2 separate regions of the Ovis aries genome follow, and region 2 is linked to region 1. The links are chromatin contacts, called in public Hi-C maps. All regions are on one chromosome and are shown on one strand. The core of a region is the stretch at or near the end of the contact, and the rest is flanking DNA. Distances in the headings are between cores, read along the strand shown. Region 1 holds the start of BIRC2 (baculoviral IAP repeat containing 2). Region 2 has its middle 18 kb from the start of BIRC3.

Region 1 (6,440 bases), core at 289-2,788:
ACTTTAATACATACTTTAAGGGTAATATCTCTGGCAGTTTGCTAGAGGCAAAGGGGCACTAGTGCTGAAAGAGAGGGCACCCATCAGCAACAGTGCAGCAGTTATTTAGACGATTTAATACACACAACCCATTCCAGTATTGCCTGGAAAATTCCATGGACAGAGCAGCTTAGCGGGCTACAGCCTCTGGGGTCGCAAAGAATCGGACACGAGTGCGCGCTCACAATGTTCTTTATTCTTTAATACCAAGTTTCTCCAGAACTCGGAAAACTCACCAGTGAGAGTAAAATGTGTCAGGAACTCATTAATACATGATGACCCTTTAACTCTACAACGCCCTACAACGCCCTTACAATCCAAAGGAGCAGCCACAGAAAGTAGCTCAAAAACAACACACCCCACAACGGCTCTGTGAAACACTGGCCTTGGGAATGCGACCCCTTGCAAGAGACAGGAAAAAAGACACAGATGTGTATAACGGACTTTTGGACTCAGAGAGAGAGGGAGAGGGTGGGATGATTTGGGAGAATGGCATTCTAACATGTATACTTTCATGTAAGAATTGAATCGCCAGTCTATGTCTGACGCAGGATGCAGCATGCTTGGGGCTGGTGCATGGGATGACCCAGAGAGATGTTATGGGGAGGGAGGTGGGAGGGGGGTTCATGTTTGGGAACGCATGTAAGAATTAAAGATTTTAAAATTAAAAAATAAAAAAATAAAAATTAAAAAATAAATAAAATATTTGAGTTAAAACTAAAAAAAAAAAAGAAAAGAAAGCTTCTGTTACACCAGAACTTGGCGTTCTGTCTTAAAAGACTTTTGTCCACAGCCACCCTACAGTGGTTTGCCCTCTTAAAGCAAACTTGTGGCTTCGGGGGTTGAGGCCGAGAGACAGACTGCAAGGGAAAAGAAGGGAAACCGGAGTTTTAATTTCCCAGCGCTATTTCTCACAACACAGTGGACCACGAAAGTGGCAGAGCGCGGCTGGAGCGATCTAAAACAGGAGACCCCGCTCCCACAGACTGTTCTCCTTCTAAACAAAACACCACCGAGGGCTAAGTTTAAAACCCTGCAGAAGCTTGACCAACATCTTGGGCTGAGTCCAACGGCCACAAAAGTGGGCGGCGGCCAGCGGAGGCTTGCCAACAGGTCAATTTAAAAAATTTACTTTCGACTGCAACTTTTGGAGTTGGGGCTTCCGAATGAAACAGAATCTGCGAGAGGAGACCGGAGAGCTCGCCGCGATCCCCCAGCTCCCGGCCGATAGGCCCCGGCCCAGTCATCCCAATCCTCCCAACTGCAGCTGCAGGGAAGCGAGCCCCACAGGCCCGCGCGCCCCACGCCGCCTCGCACCGCAGGGCCCGGAAGGAGCTGCACTCACCGCGAGGCCGACGCAGCAAACGCGGAAACGGCTTAGCCTCCCGGAGCCTCCTCAGCCCCTTGAACAACGACACCGGCAGAAGGGGGCGGCCGGGTGCCTGGGCTCCAGCGCGCCACAGGCTCCCCGCCCGCGCGAGGCCCACGCCGACGCCCGCTGACGTCAGCGCGCCGGCCGGGATCACGTCACGCAGCCCGAGGGCGCCGGGGTGGCTGAGGGCGGAAGTGCGGGTCTGGCGCGGCTCGGGGAGTGCGCGCGGGCGGGAGGGCGCGGCCATAGGTCAGCTGGCGGGGGCTACGAGCCGGGCCTCAGCTTGGTAATCGGACCTTTCATCTCGCGGCGTGGGCACTTTTGACGTTTCTTTCCCTCGCCGTTCCTGACCTTCTCCTGAAGGGCACGTGACGAAGCGCGAGCCGCGGGAAGCCCTGCAGAAACGCCCCCGTTCCGGCGAAGCGCCTCTCCCCGGCGTCGCGCGTTCGGGGTCGCGTCAGCGCGGGTGACCACGTCCCGGGGTGGAGGCAACCTGCCGGCGTTTGGGCTTCCATTAAATGAATAGTTGTAACGGTCTCAGCGGCTGCGTAACGTCAACCTTCGACAGCTGGCCGTGGAAATGGAAAAAAAGTGTTGGACGGCAGAACAGCATCAGAGAATAAATTTTATAATCAGACACTGTATCTTTTATTTTTAAACATTTGTTTTTCTGTCCTGGAGGCGGAATAACTGACGAAAATGTTCTAATTTCAGAAAGTCATCACGAGCAACAGGAACCACGTTTCAGACTAGGCCTCACTCCTTTTTTTAATCTGAATGTGGCTAGAATGGAATGTATACATTCATATGGTCGCCATTCGTGTCTGATTCTTCGCAACCCTATGGACTGTAACACAGCAGGCCTGCCTGTCCCTCACCATCTCCGCAGAGTTTGCCCAAGTTCATGTCCATTGAGTTGGTGATGCTACCCAACCGTCTCATCCTCTGTGGCGCTTTTCTTCTGCCCTCAACCCTAAGATCAGGCAGGGTCTTTTCCAATGAGTGGGTACATTCATACGCATGTATATGTTAGTCGTGAAGGAACCACAGAGGAGCCTTTATCAATGACGTTTATATAGTTAAGTGACATGTTGGTATAGTTAAATGATAAACAAAAATCGTAAATAACAAAATCTTGGTTTGCTCCCCTCTCTAGCAGTGTGTGAACACAGTGGCATACAGTAAATATTTGCTATATTGCAGCAAGGGAATTTTTTAGTTTATGTTTTGTGAAGACTCTCTTTGTGAATGATATCAGATGATTTCTTCTCTCAGGGGAACCCCAGGGGGGGCAAATATTTCAAAAACTTCCAAATAAGCTACTTAATTAGGCAGCCGGGGGAATTCCAAAACCCTGAACCATTTCCCATTTCCTGTCCCTGTCATTTCTGCCTGCCAGTCAATCACAGAACAGCAAGGCTTCTGTTCAAGTGTTAGTAGTAAAAAGAAAGTATTCATAACAGATTGTGATACAGAGAAAAGAAATGCCGTGACTCCCAATGACTAAAAACTTCGAAATATGCACATGAGTTCAGTATTTAGTTCAAGTTACAATTTCTCTGAAAGTTACCCAACTTTCTTTTTATGTGTGGGAAAATAAATATAGCAAGAACTGTTCATTCTGGATTCAAGACTATTTCTCATTTTCAATTCTTGTCCTAACCAAAACAGTATAAGGGAAAATTCGTATTTCAAAAACTGAAAGTCCATAGACATTTCCAAAAAAAAAACCTGTGTAATAACATTCAGGTATAATAACTGTAACTTTAACCATGTATAACCTTGTGCTGCTGCTGCTAAGTCACTTCAGTCATGTCCGGCTCTGTGCGACCCCATAGACAGCCGCCCACCAGGCTCCCCTGTTCCTCAGATTCTCTAGGAAAGAATACTGGAGTGAGTTGCCATTGTCTTCTCCAGTATAACCTTGTAGTTGAATGTTAAATTTATTGTTGCCCACTTACTCAGTTAATCTTTTTAATATTTACAGTGTAGAATTGCTGGTGCTTTTTTAAAATAAGGTGTGTATTTCTACTGAGGTTGCTATCCTAATAGTTTTCACATATATGTCAACAACATATTTACAGGATCCAAGACAATTGTGAAGAATATAAGATTGAAGGGACTTATCCATGAGATAATGAGTTATACAGTAAAGTCATAGTAATTAAGATAGTACTGAGTTAGCACAAGGATGGACAAATAAAGGAACAAGATACAGTGCCTAGAAATATATATATGAACCTGACGTTGGTATTATATTACATATCATTGAGAAAAGGACTTAACTGGTCAATAAATAATAATGAGTGGTTACGCTAATGAAAAATAAAATTAAATGGTGACCTAAACTGTTTAAAAAAAAAAAGTTCTAATGGGTAAAAACCCTAAAGGGAACAGCTATTTATATGAATCTAGGGATTTTAACACTTTGTGAGTTATAATCCTTTGCACTTATTCTCAATAGTCCAATGGGAGCTTATTTATGTTGGCTTTTGAGTCCTTTTTTAAAAATTTATGTGTATATTTTAATTATTTATTTGACTGTGCTGAGTCTTACTTTTGGCTCACAGAATCTTCGATATTTGTTGCAGCATGCAGGACCTTTAGTTGTAGCGAACCCAGGCCCCTGCCTTGACAGCATAGAGTCTTAGCCACTTCCCACCAGGGAAGTCATTCCTGAGTCCTTTAGAAATGGCCCTGGTAGTCTTTGATTGCTTTCAATACTGGCTTTGTACATCTCTTACCCAGTAATTATAACAAGCCATTTATTCAAAGTGCTTTGTTTCCTTCAGTGGGAAATGATATTTAAGACCATAATCTAACTGTCTGTGGTACTGTTATTCAGTTGTGAAACCATTTGATGTCATATCAGGGGCTCTGTGTCTCAGTGCAGAATTCAGTGAGAGGCAAAGTGATAGCTAAAAGGTGATTTATTAGAATAACATGCTTGTGAGGCTTACAAGCAGGCAGGCAAGGGGGTGCCATGCCCCAGGATCTTACTGGGCTAGAGTTTTATAATCAAAGGAAAAATGAAAGAGGGAGAAGAACTTCTTTGTCTTTCTTGAGTAGACCTCAGAGTACTTTCCATTGAATAGACTTTATTTGGGGGGGGGGGGCTCCAAAATCACTGCAGCCATGAAATTAAAAAAACGCTTGCTCCTTGGAAGAAAAGTTATGACCACATAGCATACTAAAAAGCAGAGATGTTACTTTGCCAACAAAGGTCCATCTAGTCAAAGCTATGGTTTCTCCGGTAGTCATGTATGGATGTGAGAGCTGGACTATAAAGAAACTTGAGTGCCGAAGAACTGGTGCTTTTGAACTGTGGAATTGGAGAAGAGTCTTAAGAGTCCCTTGGACAGCAAGGAGATCCAGCCAGTCCATCCTAAAAGAAATCAGTCCTGAATATTCATTGGAAGGACTGATGCTGAAGCTGAAGCTCCAATACTTTGGCCACCTAATGTGAAGAACTGACTCATTGGAAAAGACCCTGATGCTGGGAAAGATTGAAGGTGGGAGGAGAAGGGGACGACAGAGGGTGAGATGGTTGGATGGCATCACCAACTCAACGCACATGAGTTTGAGTAAACTCTGGGAGTTGGTGATATACAGGGAGGCCTGGCATGCTGCAGCCCGTGGGGTCACAAAGAGTCGGACACGACTGAGCAACTGAACTGAACTGAACTGAGTAGACATCATGCTTCCATCATCAGTTCCTCCTCCAGGCTGAGCAGGAAAGTTTCCTTGTTCTCTACATGGTCAATTTAAGTCCACAAGTTATTGTTTTTTATGTGTGCAGAGAGCATGTCCTAACAATCATTACTGAGCTCACTGAGATATGGGGGTTTTAGGACACCACTGTTTTATTGTTTGGGGGCCTGTCTCATGCTCCTGCTGCATGGTCTTGTTGCTAAGCAACCCTACCTGGTTTTGTGGTTAAGCAAACCTGCTTTCTTGAGTAATCATTAACTTACAAGGGTGGCCCATGTTTTTTCTACTTATAATGTCCTACTGAGATTAATTATTTAATCACCTACTTTGTCCCTTTACTCTGTTCCCATCAACTGTATTTTTCTTATAACCTGTTCTGTGGACAAAGCTGGATAACCCTTGATTGTACATCTGTAACTCCCTTCCTTCACACTGAAAAATCCTTATGCTCACCTCCATTTTCTTCCTGCCCTGTAGGCAATGATTTAAACATTTTTATGGTTTTTTCTTTAATTCTAAAAATATAATTATATATATATCCATATTTTTTTTATTAGATAAATGGTAGCACACTTTTTCCCACCTTTTCCACTTACTAATTCTGGACATCACTCAATACTAGTACAGATAGATTTCTCATTTCTGCACAGTACTCCATAGTGTAGCACTATATAGACAACTAGTCCCTGTTGGGGAAAAAATTAATCAGTTGATCTAAGAAAGAAATGGAAAATTTATTTGAGCCAAATTGAGCGTTATAACCCAGGAATAGATTCTCAGAAAGCTCTAAGAACTGTTCTGCCTCTTAAAGGTCAAAGCACAGTTATATCAATATGTTTTTGAGACAGAGGGCTGTATATTAAGTGATGTATTACTGACAGTTTATAGTAATTAAGCAAGTAATGGGCCCCTTCCTAGATTAAGAAGGACTGTTATCTTTTAAGGAACTGTCTTGTTGGTACTAGGAGAATGTTGCTGTGTATAGTTGAGCAGGTATTTCTGCAAATGGAGAGGTCTGGTCGATGTCTAATGCAGATACGTAATGCACAGTGGCAGGAAAGAGGAGGCCAAAGGGCTGAGAAAATTTTTTGCGTTTGATTTTTTTTCTTGGCTTGCTATAAAATGTAATTTTATTTCATATACCATAATGTATTCAACTACTTCCCTATTGGTGGACATCTGGGTGATTTCCAATCTTTTGCTGTTACAAATAATACTATAATGAATAGTCATGGACATTTTGTTCTAGGATATATTCCCAGAAGTTGGATCTTAGGTCAAATGGCAAATTTGTATGTAATTTTGCTAGACGTGATCA
Region 2 (6,026 bases), core at 521-3,020, 66 kb after region 1:
TAATATTGTCCGCTTCATCATCTTAAAGAAAACTTACACATCAAGCAAATAGCTTTTTCATTTTGTTTAACCCCAAAATCTGCAATTACCGTGCTTTGTGAAATTTGGGACACATTTTCTCTCAATTTTTTTTTTTCCTTTATTGCTTTGTTTGTGCGACTGGCTTCTCCATCTCCATTTGATTCTACATCAGTGCTAACTGCTGCTAAGTCACTTCAGTCGTGTCCAACTCTGTGAGACCCCATAGACGGCAGCCCACCTGGCTCCCCCGTCCCTGGGATTCTCCAGGCAAGAACACTGGAGTGGGTTGCCATTTCCTTCTCCAATGCGTGAAAGTGAAACGTGAAAGTCAAGTCGCTCAGTTGTGTCCAACTCTTAGTGATCCCATGCACTACAGCCTACCAGGCTCCTCTGTCCATGGGATTTTCCAGGCAAGAGTACTGGAGTGGGGTGCCATTGCCTTCTCCATCTACATCACTAGTATGCCCTAATTTTAAACTTAAAATTTTGTTTACACTTAACTTTAGAATAAGAACAAAAGCATAATTGTTTTAATTAAAATTATAAGTATTTCCATTTGATTACTATTTTCATAACTATCACTGTAACTTGTTCTCTGCATAAACATCCAATAATCTTGTTGCAATGTTACATCATTGTGTAGGAAAAATCACTTAAATAATTTTGTTTATACCAAGTAGATTGCTGATGTGTAAACATAGGCCCACTCGAGGCACACTCGAGTATCACAAAAACATCTTACATGATTTGTTAAAGTGAAACATAGTCCTCTCAGAACAATGGGGTTGTACTTAATGAGAACATTTTTACTTTGGTTCAGTTTTTAAATTCTAAAATAAATGAGTTTAAATTAAACTGAAATTAACAATCTAGTTCCGCAGTGGACATTTCAAATGCTCAGGAGCCCACGTGGTTAGTGCCCACTAAATTTGACCCTACAAATTTACACCATACTTGCTTGGTCCTGGCCTGCTTTTATTTATTTTTATTTTTTTGGCAGAGCCCCACGGCTTGCAGAATCTTATTTCCCCTACCAGGAATTGAAGTCAGGCCCACAGCAGTGAAAATGCCAGATCCTGACCACCGGACTGCCAGGGAATTCCAGGCCTGACTTGCTTCTGAACCCCAGCTGTGACCCTCTATTTGCTCTGCCTTAGACTCTGTCTCTCCTGATGGACGTTAATTAGCTTGCCTGCATCTCACAGCCCCTCACTGCACTCATCTAAATTGGACAATCAAGTTTATGCTTCAGCTTTTGGTCCCATTCTCTGGCAGCAGCTACTTGGTGAATATTTCTCCCAGTCTGAATCCCATGGAGGGAGGAGGGAATAAGATGGTCTAAACGTTAGTAAGAAGAAAACAGAGGTCAACATAGTGAGGAGGCTATAGAAAGCAAGTAGCCACTCTGAATAATTCTTGTTTCTTGTTTCAGACACATGACCTTAAAAACTTGCAGAACATATTACTTAACTATTGATATAATTATTTTTGAAAATCACAAAATAGTGGACAAACTGGAAATGAGCTAAGATTTCTAATTTTCAGAAAAGGGAAGGAAGGGACTTCTGCAGACAGTTGACAGAGTAAATAAATGTAATAGCCATCTGAAGCAAAATTCTATTATGAATTAGTCAAAGTGGTGTGTAAGCTTTAAGAAAATGAAGAAGTGCTCACCATGAGAGAGTCTGCAATCATAAGGAAAGATCTGGGCCTGGCACGCCCACTTCCTGTTTTGATAAGCTCTGACTTGTAGCAGTTGTCTGAATCTATATCTTTGTGGCAAATGAACAGCATCTGGCTGGATGAGGGTATATGTGGTGTTGATTTGTATCTGACGTTCAGTCCAACTTGATGTTTGTCAAACAGACATTTTTCCCTCCCTGCAGATTTTAATGATATCTTGGAGCCTGATCTCAAATTTTTTCTTTGCAAATTTACAGTGAATACAGTGAAGAATAGATTGGCTGAAAATACTGCCCATCATTTTTATAAGCAGCAGAAATCTAGGATTGATACCTGTAAAATCAAAATAGTCTTAGATCTTCAGCTCTCAGCAGGTGAGATTTGTAGTGTAAATGACCCACTTTGGGCATAAAATAGCTTAAGAATAGAATTGCAGAGCTGTGGTTTGTAGTGTAGCCTGTGTTAACCTGATCATCCCAATGTAGGACGGAATATGAGGGCTGTATAGTTTCTGGGAAGTGGGATGCGATAAAGGCAGCCTCCAGTTAGTGTAGTTGCTGGAATTCTAGACCCATGCAAATCACTTCCCCTGGGCAGCTTCTGGGTGGCTTCCCTCCTCCCAGGAGCCAACAAAGATCCCGTCAGTAGCTGGCATGGCTCTGGTATTGCTGCCTTGTGGCTTCTGACCCTGCCAGGGGTCCTGGCTGCTGTTATTGCTGCCACTTCTGCTGGGCACTGTCCCGCAGCTTGTCTGCCCCACACCCTCCCCCCCAGTACACAGACCAATGCTTGGCACACAGAACACACTTCATACGTATTTGTTAGATGAATGAATGAATGAAAATGTCAGCTTAATACAAAGAACTTAGTAACCACAAGTGTTTTTCTAAATGGAAAGGACTTCCCCCAAAAGCACTGAGTTTCCCATGACTTGAGCGATATCTGCTGGTCTGGAATATTGGGCAACACATTCAGCTGCTAATCGGAAGCAGGGAGGAAACCGGAAGAAAGGCTATATTTGCGTGTAATGTGACCACTACAGGGTTTCAGATATAACTGTAGTTGAATTTTTCACAAGTGCAACTGATTTCTCTCTCCATTCCCCAACTCTCTTCCCATTTGTGAATTTCTCTCCCTCTCTAGCTCGCACTTGCAGGGACCCATGCTCTGTCTCTCTCTCAAACACACACACACACACACACACACACACACACACACACACACACTTTTATGTAATCTGGATGCTGCTACCTGCTCCCTTGAGATCTAGATTGCCTTGAGCCCAAGTTTCATGGCCCAGGGTTATTCAAGATTTCTATGAGTTTCTGGAAATTCATGTGCTTTCATACCCCCAGCGCCCTCCCCCCAAATCCTGCATGTACACATGCCCTCTCTGTCCAACCAGCATCACACAGAGGTGGAACCTATCCTTTTCATCATTCTCCCCAAAGTACACAGTCTTTACAGAATCACTGGGGTCCACCCTGTCACCGACTGCCCAGAACAGCTTTCGTGAGGTCCCGTGAGACACACTTCCACCAGCCCTCCATCCAGCCTTTTCCTCCTACCTCCCTCATTTCTCTTCACCTTCCTCACTCTTCCCTTCACTCTTTCCCTCGTCTCTTCTCCTGCCCTCAACTTCTCCCCTCACCCATCTTTCCTCTACACTGAAAAGCACCAAATTCCTTTGTTCTATAAAGTATTGATCCAATGGACACTCACCATTTACCCAAACATTTACCTAAGTGTCTTTGTTCCAAACAAAAACAATTCCTTATGTACCAAGAGCTGTGGGATAAATGGTCAATATGATTTTTTTAATTGCCTTCTGTTACACCTGCAGCAAATTTTGAGCTCTTATTATTTGCCAGACTTAATAATGTTTAATTTTTACAGCATGGATTGACACCAAGAAATGTAGTGTTAGGCTTAATCCATAAATGCTAAGTGAATTCTTGTTTAGAATATTCTGAAAATTAGGCATTAAAAAGATCTGGCCACTAAACTTTCTGGGTAAAGGGGAGCTGACTTACTATACGTAGCATGAAAGTGTTAGTCATTCAGTCAGGTCCAACTCTTTGCAAACCTATAGACTGTAGCCCACCAGGCTCCTCTATCCATGGCATTCTCCAGGCAAGAATACTAAAGAGGGTTGCCATTTCCTTCTCCAGGGATCTTCCCAACCCAGGGACTGAACCTGGATCTATTGCCTTGCAAGCAGATTCTTTACCATCTGAGACTAAATCCAGTTCCCTCCTCCCCCATGTGAATCATCTTTTTAAAAATTTATTGTCTTTTCTGATTATAACGCTAATACGTTTGTACTCATAAAATTATAAACTATGAACAGGTAGGATAACGATGATGACAGCTGACATATGTTGCGTATGTACTGTGTGCTCAACACTCTTCTAAGGGCTTCATACGGATCACCATGGAGTAGCATCGCCTCTGTTTGTTACTGATGAGACTGAGAGGCACAGGGTAGTTACACTGGTTTCCCAAGATCACACCACCAAAATATAATAGCGAATAATCATGTCATCCAGATGCAATCATCATTTTGGAGAGTTATTTTCGATGCTTTTCTATCATTAAATCCTTTAAATGATATTTTGAATCACTATTTTGTAACATGCCTGTTATATGTAACTTTATTACAGACATGTAACTTTATTGCATGATAGATTTCCATGACAATAAACAAACATTTATACCATTTTTATGATTACACAGTGAAGTACCACAATATAGCCATTATACAGTATTTTAAACACTGTTGAGGTGAACATTCATTCACTTTCTATTCACTTGGTCTGATATTTTACCTTGACACAAAATTCAAGAAGCACTGTCAGTGAGTCATTTCAACAGATCAAGAGTACATGTGGGCTGACTTTATTTAAAGGACTAAGAGATAGGTTTTTTTACTTTTTTAATGTATGTCTTCTTTGTATTCCTTTTCTAAATTGAACACTAATAACATTTATAACTGTTTTCCCAGTTGAGCAAAAAACCAAACCTTTATATTCTGTCTTTTCCAGTCAAACTATTAGTTAATTCTTCAAAAGTAAGCACAATACGTTTTACCTTGGGCTCGCCCGGCTTCTTCACGTTTGTGACACTTGAAACACTCAACAATGAACTTTGGTTTAGAGCTGATTCTAGCACCTTCTAGTGGTAACAAGGAGAAACCTAGGGAAGATAGTTTGGGTTGCTTCTTTTTTAACGCAAAAAAACCCATAAAAATCAATCTGTAGCTTCGTGGTATTTTTACTTTTCTTTTCTTCAGGTAGCTGCAGAGACTGTGAAACTCAAAAAAAACTAAAATAAAACACACACACACACACCCCACTAAAATAGTGTGAAGTCAATTTGGGACATAAACTTCATCATAAAGGTCAAGATGTTTCAGGAAATTTTAGGTGCTTTTTTCTTCTAGGTGGCAACTTTTCACAACGTCTCAGATTTTTGAACAGCTGCTTTACACTGTAATTGTCTTTGTGGTTAATTACTTTTTATATAGCCTCCAGCTCGGCATTGTACTGACTTATGTTTGAACAGAAATGCTGATGGGACAGTATTGTGCTAAATCACATCCATCTGGCAACAAGAATAGAAGATGTGGCATTGCACATTTAGGAACAAAAGAAAGACAATCTGGCCTTACTAAGACTGGAAAGCACTGGAGAAGAATTCGCCCACTGCTTCTCCCAACATCATTTCCTGCACCGGACAGCACCCAGATCTTTCCCCGCATTAGGTGGACAGTTTAAATGCCATGGTGAAGATTTTCTTTTTGATGTGGTTCAGAACTTTGGACATAATTAATCTGACATTTCCCTTGTATGGAAAATCTTCCTAATTTTTTCTTAGTTGCTTGTGACTTTGAAAATGTCACGAGAGAGGGTTTTATTGTTCTGAGAACTGGATCTGAGACTACAGCAGGACCATGATCACGGGTGGATTTGAGGATGAGGTAAATTTTAACTACCTCTAGCTGTGTCCTTTCTGTTTCTATCGCATTCCTCCCCGCCAGAAGCTCAGGCAACCTCTCTCCCGCTTCTTGATACCACAGGAAGTCAGGGACATGAGCGGTTCACCTATGGTTGGCTCAGAATCTCCTCTTCACAGCAGAGAACACGGCCACTGCGTGGTACAATCCACCCCTTCCTCTCTGGCAGGAGGTTGTGATGAAAGGACAGTCGTTGCTGTGCAGAAGTCACCCACTGCTATTACTGGTGCTGTGTACATTTCTCTGTGTCATCAGTGTTTACGAAGGGCTCTCTTTTATTTTAGGGATTGGTGATGCTACCATGAAA

The links. A called contact is a pair of places that touch in the nucleus more often than the background predicts.
Region 2: a contact with region 1 is called in a Hi-C map of liver, with 2.8 times the contacts expected there. The contact joins the enhancer-like site here to the promoter of BIRC2 in region 1. A contact is called at or near these places in 7 of 16 Hi-C or Micro-C datasets (blood, liver, muscle and 2 more).

The regions. Positions count from the first base shown.
Region 1 is chr15:6,045,148-6,051,587 of ARS-UI_Ramb_v3.0, forward strand. It overlaps BIRC2 (baculoviral IAP repeat containing 2), which reads right to left and starts at 1,539. Exons shown (of 8, transcript XM_012095319.5): 1 at 1,385-1,539.
Region 2 is chr15:6,110,826-6,116,851 of ARS-UI_Ramb_v3.0, forward strand. No RefSeq gene overlaps it. Among named protein-coding and RNA genes, the nearest start is that of BIRC3, 18 kb to the left of the region's middle. Within about 2 kb of position 1,771, at least 9 of the 54 cell types and tissues checked have an H3K27ac peak or open chromatin away from gene starts, as enhancers often do. A contact at or near this core is called in liver, where this site is marked.